Linked DNA regions of Mus musculus: region 2 is linked to region 1. Evidence: chromatin contacts called from public Hi-C data. All regions are on one chromosome and are shown on one strand. The core of a region is the stretch at or near the end of the contact, and the rest is flanking DNA. Distances in the headings are between cores, read along the strand shown. Region 1 overlaps St6galnac5 (ST6 (alpha-N-acetyl-neuraminyl-2,3-beta-galactosyl-1,3)-N-acetylgalactosaminide alpha-2,6-sialyltransferase 5). Region 2 holds the start of 5730460C07Rik (RIKEN cDNA 5730460C07 gene).

What was found. A called contact is a pair of places that touch in the nucleus more often than the background predicts.
Region 2: a contact with region 1 is called in a Hi-C map of granulocyte-monocyte progenitors, with 2.9 times the contacts expected there. The contact joins the promoter of 5730460C07Rik here to the enhancer-like site in region 1. A contact is called at or near these places in 1 of 39 promoter capture datasets (the C10 cell line), 1 of 484 Hi-C or Micro-C datasets (granulocyte-monocyte progenitors) and 1 of 115 datasets of contacts at active chromatin or transcription factors (embryonic basal ganglia).

Annotation. Positions count from the first base shown.
Region 1 is chr3:152,910,860-152,914,374 of GRCm38.p6, reverse strand. The region is part of intron 2 of St6galnac5 (ST6 (alpha-N-acetyl-neuraminyl-2,3-beta-galactosyl-1,3)-N-acetylgalactosaminide alpha-2,6-sialyltransferase 5); the gene reads left to right. The region is part of intron 2 of Gm46830 (a long non-coding RNA gene); the gene reads right to left. Among named protein-coding and RNA genes, the nearest start is that of Gm46830, 13 kb to the right of the region's middle. Within about 2 kb of position 1,859, at least 116 of the 459 cell types and tissues checked have an H3K27ac peak or open chromatin away from gene starts, as enhancers often do. A contact at or near this core is called in granulocyte-monocyte progenitors, where this site is marked.
Region 2 is chr3:153,790,350-153,794,115 of GRCm38.p6, reverse strand. 5730460C07Rik (RIKEN cDNA 5730460C07 gene) reads left to right here and starts at 2,029. Exons shown (of 3, transcript NR_045801.1): 1 at 2,029-2,234; 2 at 2,681-2,826; 3 at 3,330-3,766.

The DNA.
Region 1 (3,515 bases), core at 610-3,109:
AACAATGGAGCAAGTTAAACTTCTACTTTGTGGTTAGTACAACCTGGAACAATGGAGCGAGTTAAACTTTCACTCCCTGCCATTAGTGGGGGTCTATTTTGGACACAAGTCTGGGGGCTTACATAATTTTTAACTCTTCTCTCTCAGGATCTTTCAGTCTCATCCCAAATGCACTTACCCAATGCGGAGTAGACAGCCTATCTTACCAGAATATTATAGAATTATCACTGATCAATTACAATATTTTTTATGTAAAAGCACTGAAAACATCCAATTTTATAAAATATTAAGCTTAATAAGCATATTTACCAAACCAGCTTCTACTAATGCCTCATCATGGGTCGTTCTAGTAATGATTCAAGGTCAAAACAATGGCTCACTTGTTAATGGCAGGTTAACATAGAGAATGAAAATGAAACCAAGTTTATAATGCAAAAACTTTCTTTAAAAGTATTTTGTCTGTAGGAGTGTTTGGCCTGTATCTATATCTGTGCACCATGTATGCCTGGTGCCCAAAGAGGCCAGAGGAGGCCATCAGAACCCTGGACTGGAGTTAGAAATGGTTGAAAGCCACTGTGTAAGTACTGGGAACTGAACTCGGGTTCACGGAAAGAGCAACAAGTGCTTTCAACCACAGGGCCATCTTTCCCGCCCCAGAATTTGTTAATTTTTTAAAATTTCATTATAATTACCCAAAGTTTGGGATGAATACATTTCATACCTCCAGATTAATAATAATGTAAAAGTCCCCAGCCTAACAGCAATGACTTGTAGCTTTTAAAAATACCTCAACTATATCTGAAAATAAGCAAAAATTAATCTCTCTGAGATGACTGAAATGCCGAGCTTATCAGGGTTACGAAAACAGTTTAAAGCGTTGACAGTTCACAGCGCAAAACCATCCAGTGTTTAAAGTTTCATTTTCATCCTTAAAACTTCTTCTTGTATCCACTTAAAGAGAACGGAGATGACAGAAGCTCAGGGAACTCCGAGCAGAATGGAGCGTAAGGGGACACACCCACTTCCCCACCAACCATCTGCCCAGAACCAGTGCATTTGCACTCCCAAACCAGACAGCCAAGAGGACACAGCGGTCAGAATCCAGCCTCCGTGCTCTCCTCAGATGAGGTGGGCTTTGTAGACTAGAATAAAAAGCCAGGGTGGGGTAGGTAATGATTCGGTTACAAATAAGGCCCAAGGGGTAGAGTTGTCTTTGCACTGTAGACCAGAGTCATCAGACAGCCCTTTCCCATATGGTGGTAGCCTGTGAGGTTGCTGTGGAAGAGCTGGACATTAGCACCAGGCATGTCAGCAAGCCCAGGTTCATAAGTGACTTACGACACTCACTCTCACAGTCTACTGATGGAGAAACAACTCAGTCACCTGACCCCAAATGAGCAAGGAAGATTCCAGAGCGATATAGGGGATTTGATGGTTACCAGGCTCCGCCATGGGAGACTTCCTGTCTCCCCCGTGGTCAACCTGCCTCAGCACTTATCGGTGTTCCTCCCTCAGGTACACTGTGGGCCTCAGACCCTGCAGTAGCCATGTCTCTCCAAAGAAAAGAAAATTCCAGAGAAAAGGAGACAGAAGAAAAACACCGGCTTACGCACAATGCCCCAACAGAATTGCAGGCTGGTACTTCTACTTAAGAGCAAGAAGTCAGAGGAAGAAAAGCACAGTGAGAGGCGGAACCACTGAACCACAAATTCGTGCTTACTCTACTGAAATGAGAATACAAGCGAGAAAAGCTTTCTCCTCCCCCCTCCCTGCCCCGCCCCACTCGACTAGCCTATGCAAGTGTGAGAGCATAGACTCTCCACTGGCCTGATCATCACGTCTTACAGGGCTCCGACTGCTGAGCCAATTCACGTTCTACTGCGTCTTCTGTGGCATGTAGTCACCGACACACGACGCCTTCTGGGCTCATCCAACCAGCTTTCTGAAAGCCTCCCAGGTGCCAGGCCTCATGCCGACTTGTTCCCGGGACTGTCCTCTCACAGAGCTGGTGTCAAGGGAGGGGCCCCTGAGTCATGACAGGAAACACATTTCAGGAAACACAACCACATTCTTTGTCTCCCATGACCTGCCACCACAGGGTGCTGAGTAGGTCCTTAAGCACAAGAGAAAAAGACCTCGAGCACCAGTTGCTCCCGTTCTAGGATTCTGCAACACACAGCCTAATGACAACAGCTTTGCTCTTCACACAGGAGTGAAGAATTAGAAAGTGTGTTTCTCTCCCCAAGCTCCCGTCAACGCTTTCCCCAACAGTCTTGATCAATCAGACCTTATTTCAGGACTGGGGGCCAGAAGGGTTAGAAGGTTCTACATGCTGCCTATTTGGGGCTCACTTTTGTCTTCGTCCCTTGTGGATGGTCCTGGGGAAGGTGGGACACATTTTCAGCTGGGTTTCCAGAACCTATGCTGTCCATGCCAAATTCTACTTCTAACTCTGTGACCTTGTAGCTGTCCTCTGGTCTCTCTGAGATGAAGTTCCCTCATGTGTAAAATCAAATGTTTAGACTAGACAAGGGCTCTTCCAACTGTAACCGTGTGGTTCTGGCATCTGTCTCCCTGCCTCTGTAATTGAGGCCACTGGTCCCGTGACCTGAGGTGTCTGCAGGGAGGATGAGTTGGAGAAGTGTCACTAGGTTGATCAGCTGGAGAGGCGTCCCTCCCACAGAATCAGCTAAGAGAAAAACCATCAGGTGTGTCCCCTCTGTAACTCTCCGGCATTGCATTTTCCTCTCAAAATGCCCAAACAGCCATTGAGATCATAAACTGAAGGCCATAACCATTCTATAGTCAGCATTTGCCAAAGTGCAGTGGCCCTATATCTGTGCACTCACCAATACATCTCCAAGATGGCCGAGTAGTCCACACTGAGCCCGAGTCCATGGGCCTGTCACTGAGAGCCCAGATCAAACTGAGGGACCTGACTCAAAACAGCAATGTGCAATCATAGTCTCAATCATAGGAGTGCAGAGAGGCTCAGCCCTGTCCCCAAGTCCATACCCATCTGACTAACCCAAGGTCATGCACACAGGCTCAAGGTCACGGACAGAGGTGAGAGAGATATTGCATCTCTGACTTCCAGGCCAGGTCCTCCACCAGGCTACACCAGATATTCATGGGCATACAGGAACCTAAAACTCTGTCAGTATAGTGACAGTGACATGCTCACGATAGTGCTGATGATTGTCATTGTATATACAGTACAGGTGTACTAACTGTACTTCACACAGATTGTAGTTCATCAATTGCATGTATAACTTTTTAGTATTATTCACAACTTACAGACAAGAGAGCAGAGGGTGCAAGAGATAACTAACTAGCATTCTTTGATGATAGATTATTAGACTAGTCTACTGAGCCAGACCTCTTAAAGTTTCTACTGTATACAGGCAATAAATTAGTGATTCTGATGAAATTTAGAGCCAAATTTTCTCCCAAAGAAATGACAGTGTTATATGACAAAAGCAGCAAACATGAGTTATATAATATGGTGAGGGAGA
Region 2 (3,766 bases), core at 780-3,279, 880 kb before region 1:
CCTGCTGTCTTCCATCCCCTCTTCGCAGTTTACAGGATGACTGGCAGAGCTCTGTCTGCCTCATCTGTGCTGGAAGGCAGACACATTCTCAAGTGACTGCTGTGATCTGGGGTCATAGGAACCTTTGCAGGGAAGTTCTCTGAAGCCCCCCAGTGGTTCCTGAGAGGGCCTTTATTCTGACTTAATTAACAGTTTTTCAGCTATAAAGAGGCAGGTAGCTGCATCCCATGGAATTTGGCCTATTAACTCTTATTAGTAGAGACCTGTGTGGAAGCCACCTGGGCCTTTCTGGATTGCAAAGCTGTCACTCAGAACCCCGCCCCCAGGCCTGCAGCACGCAGAGCCCCTTACTTTCAAATGGTCACTCGTGGGTTTCCACAGAGCTGTCTCCCCAGTCAGGGGTGGAGGAGTTTAAGGACTTGGTCCTCCTGTATTCAGTCCATGACACACTTACTTGGATCTGGAACAAATATTTAACAAAAGAGTCTCATTCCTCTATGATTGCTATTCAGAAGTCCCCCAGGTATATGTGGTATGATGTATGAAGCTCCTTATTAGAAAAGCTAGAAACATTGGAAATCTGCAGTAATGAGGTTGTGTTCTTTCTCCCAGTAATGACTGACAGCTGCACTTTGCACGTGTGCGCATGTGCTCACGTATGAACACGCTGCAGTCAGGGGTGAGGCACCTGCATGTATTTGAACATCTTCCTCAGTCACTCTTCACCTAATTTTTAAAGACAGTCTCTCTCTCTCTCTCTCTCTCTCTCTCTCTCTCTCTCTCTCTCTCTCCCTCCCTCCCTCCCTCCCTCCCTCTCTCTCTCTCTCTCTCTCTCTCTCTCTCTCTCTCTCTCTCTCCCCATCTCTCTCCCCGCCCCCCCCCCGCCACCCAGAACTCATCGAACTCATCACTTTGGCCAGACTGGCTGTCTAGTGAGCTCCCGGGATGTCCCCGTCTCTACCTCCCATGCTGAGGTTCCAGACATGCCTTCATGCCCATCTCAAAACTCAGGTTCCCATGTTTGCACAGCCGGCACTGTACTGACAGTGATCTTCACAGCTGATAACTGATAGGTTTTTAGTTATTAAGATTATTAATATAATTACAACATCTCTCCCCTTTCTTCCCTCTAAACTCTCCCACATACCCCTCCCAAATTCATGGCTTCTTTTTTCACTAATTATTATTGTATGTAAATATGTATGTATACACATGTACATATATGTTCTATACATATATTCCTAAAGATGACTGTTTGGTCCATACTTGTATGTATATTTTATATATGTGTGTATGTATATAATATACTTGTATGTATATTTTCAGAGCTACCATCTGGCATGAGACAACCCATTGGTGTCTCTTCCCTAGGGAAGACCACTCTCTCTTATAGCTTCCCTCGGTTGCCCACAGTTCCTCACGTAGGCTTGAGACCTCGTGCACTTTTGGCTTGTTCATAGGTGTCATCCTTGCTCAGCTCACACTTGGGTAATAATAACATTTTATTTAAATGCTGATCTCATAGACTCTTTGAGAGAATCCGGATGACCTGTAGGGATCCTTAGACCTGTCTGAGACCTGCAAACCTAAAGCAAAAGGGACCCAAAGGCCACCGAGGAGCCAATTCTGATGTACACGTAAGGGGCTATCACAAGCTCTCCAGCAGGGACTCTCACTGTCCCTGCAGCAGTGGGTCAGAAGGGAGAGCCCCAGGTTTAGGGGAGAAGGGTATTTATTGTGGTTACATCAAGCTTGGGGAATTTCCATACCGTCCAGCACGTTAGTGTTTTAAAAACTGCATTTCTGATGTAATCGGCAGGAACTGAACATGGGGTGGGGGGAACAACTGACAATCAGGATGGCTAGGTTATCTACTCTCTGCAGGACATCTTAGGTTATCTTGACTTTGCTATTGCAGCCTGACTGGCTATTGTCACGGGGTGGGGGTGGTGACATGAGATGTTCGCTCAAGTGGACTTTGTAGTTTCCTTCCTGGAACTGGAGTTTAGCCCCTGGTCTTGCACACAATGGAGTTTCTTCAAAAATGGAGTTGGTTGAGCTTTACAGTCTTCGAGTGTTACAGCTCTACACAAAGGACATAGACATTAGTCACCAGGCATAAGCTGGGATGATCAGATCACTACAGAGCTCCTCTGCCATGCTTCATACCCACACTGAGCACCGTGGAAAGATCTGGAGATTGCTGTGAGTGAGCACATTGCGTCTTGGAGCAGGTATTATCAGGCTTATGCACGAAACGCCACAATTCAGACAGCAAAACAAGGGAGAAAAGATATGACAGGGGTGGGGTGGAGTGGGCGTGTGGTGGGGGTGGAGGATAGGGCTTGTCCCAGTTGATAGAGTACTTGCCTGTTTTGCACAGAGCTCCTAGCTTCCATCCCTAGCACCACACACATGGGTGTAGCTGTGCAAACCAGCACTCAGGAGGCAGATACAGGAGGATCAAAAGTTCAAGACTGTCCTCAGATATATAATGAGCTCAAAGCCAGCTTAGAGGACGGGAGAACTTGTATCTTTAGAATAACTCAGTCATAGAGCAATGAAGGAGCAAAAACAGGATGCATATGATGATATGAATCAAGGGACCTGGAAGTAAAGGGTGGAGACGGCTTTGGTTGGCTCTGTGGGTCAGGTACCCACATCCATTCTGATCCCACAGGTCAGCTTTGCTCATCCAGGGAGAGATAGTGTGAGCGGAGGCACCACCCACTGGAAAGCATAGACTCCCCTGTGTCTAAAGCCGCGTGTAGCCCAAACACCAGTGCTGTGCTTCCCTAGGAAAATGATTTTGACACTGTCACTGTGGTAAGGAGCATTGTGGGTGAGTGTGGCCAGCCGCAGAATAACCTTCACCTCAGGCGCTTGACCTGGGACACTGGAGTACAGTGTTGTGAAGGTGGGGAGGGGGAGGGGGAAGGGAAGTGAAGGGGAGGGAAGGAGAACTCCCTTCCACTTTGCAAGCACAGGAAAGCCAGCTCTTCTCCAGACAATTTAACAACCCTTTCCCTGATGTTCAACATCAAAACTGCATCAGTGATTGGCTTCTGCAAAAGATGTCATGATAATGATTATTCCATGGCCTTCCATTTCCGTTTTTCATATTAATATTCTTGCAATACGATTGTTGAGGTTTATTTTTTATTTATTCTTCTCTTATACATTACATCCCAACCACAATTTCCCCTCCTTCCATCCTCCCAGGACCCCCCCACCTACAAACACACACACACACACACACACACACACACACACACACACACACACTTCCCCTCTTCCCTAGACCCACTTCTCCTTTTCCCCTCTAAAAGAGCAGGCCGCCCAAGGATATCAACTGAACCCAGGATAACAAGATTCAAGAAGACAAGGCACAAGCCCTCAGATCAAGGCTGGACGAGGCAACCCAGCAGGAGGAAAATGTCCCAAGACCAGGCAGAAGAGTCAGAGATGTTCCCCCTCGCACTGCTAGGAGTCCCACGGAAACCAAGCTGCAAACATAACGTACATGCAGAGGACATAGCTCAGACCTATGCGGGCTCTGTGATAGCTGCTTCAGTCTCTGAGAGCCCCATGAGTCCTGCTGATCTGATCTTGTGCTTCCTTCCTCCCCCTCTTCAATGGAGTTCCCCGAGCTAGGTCTAATGATTGGCTGTGGGTCTCTGTGTCTGTTCCCATCAGTTACTGGATGAAGCCTCTCTGGTGACGATTGGGCTAGACACCGATCTATGAGTATAGCAGATTATCATAA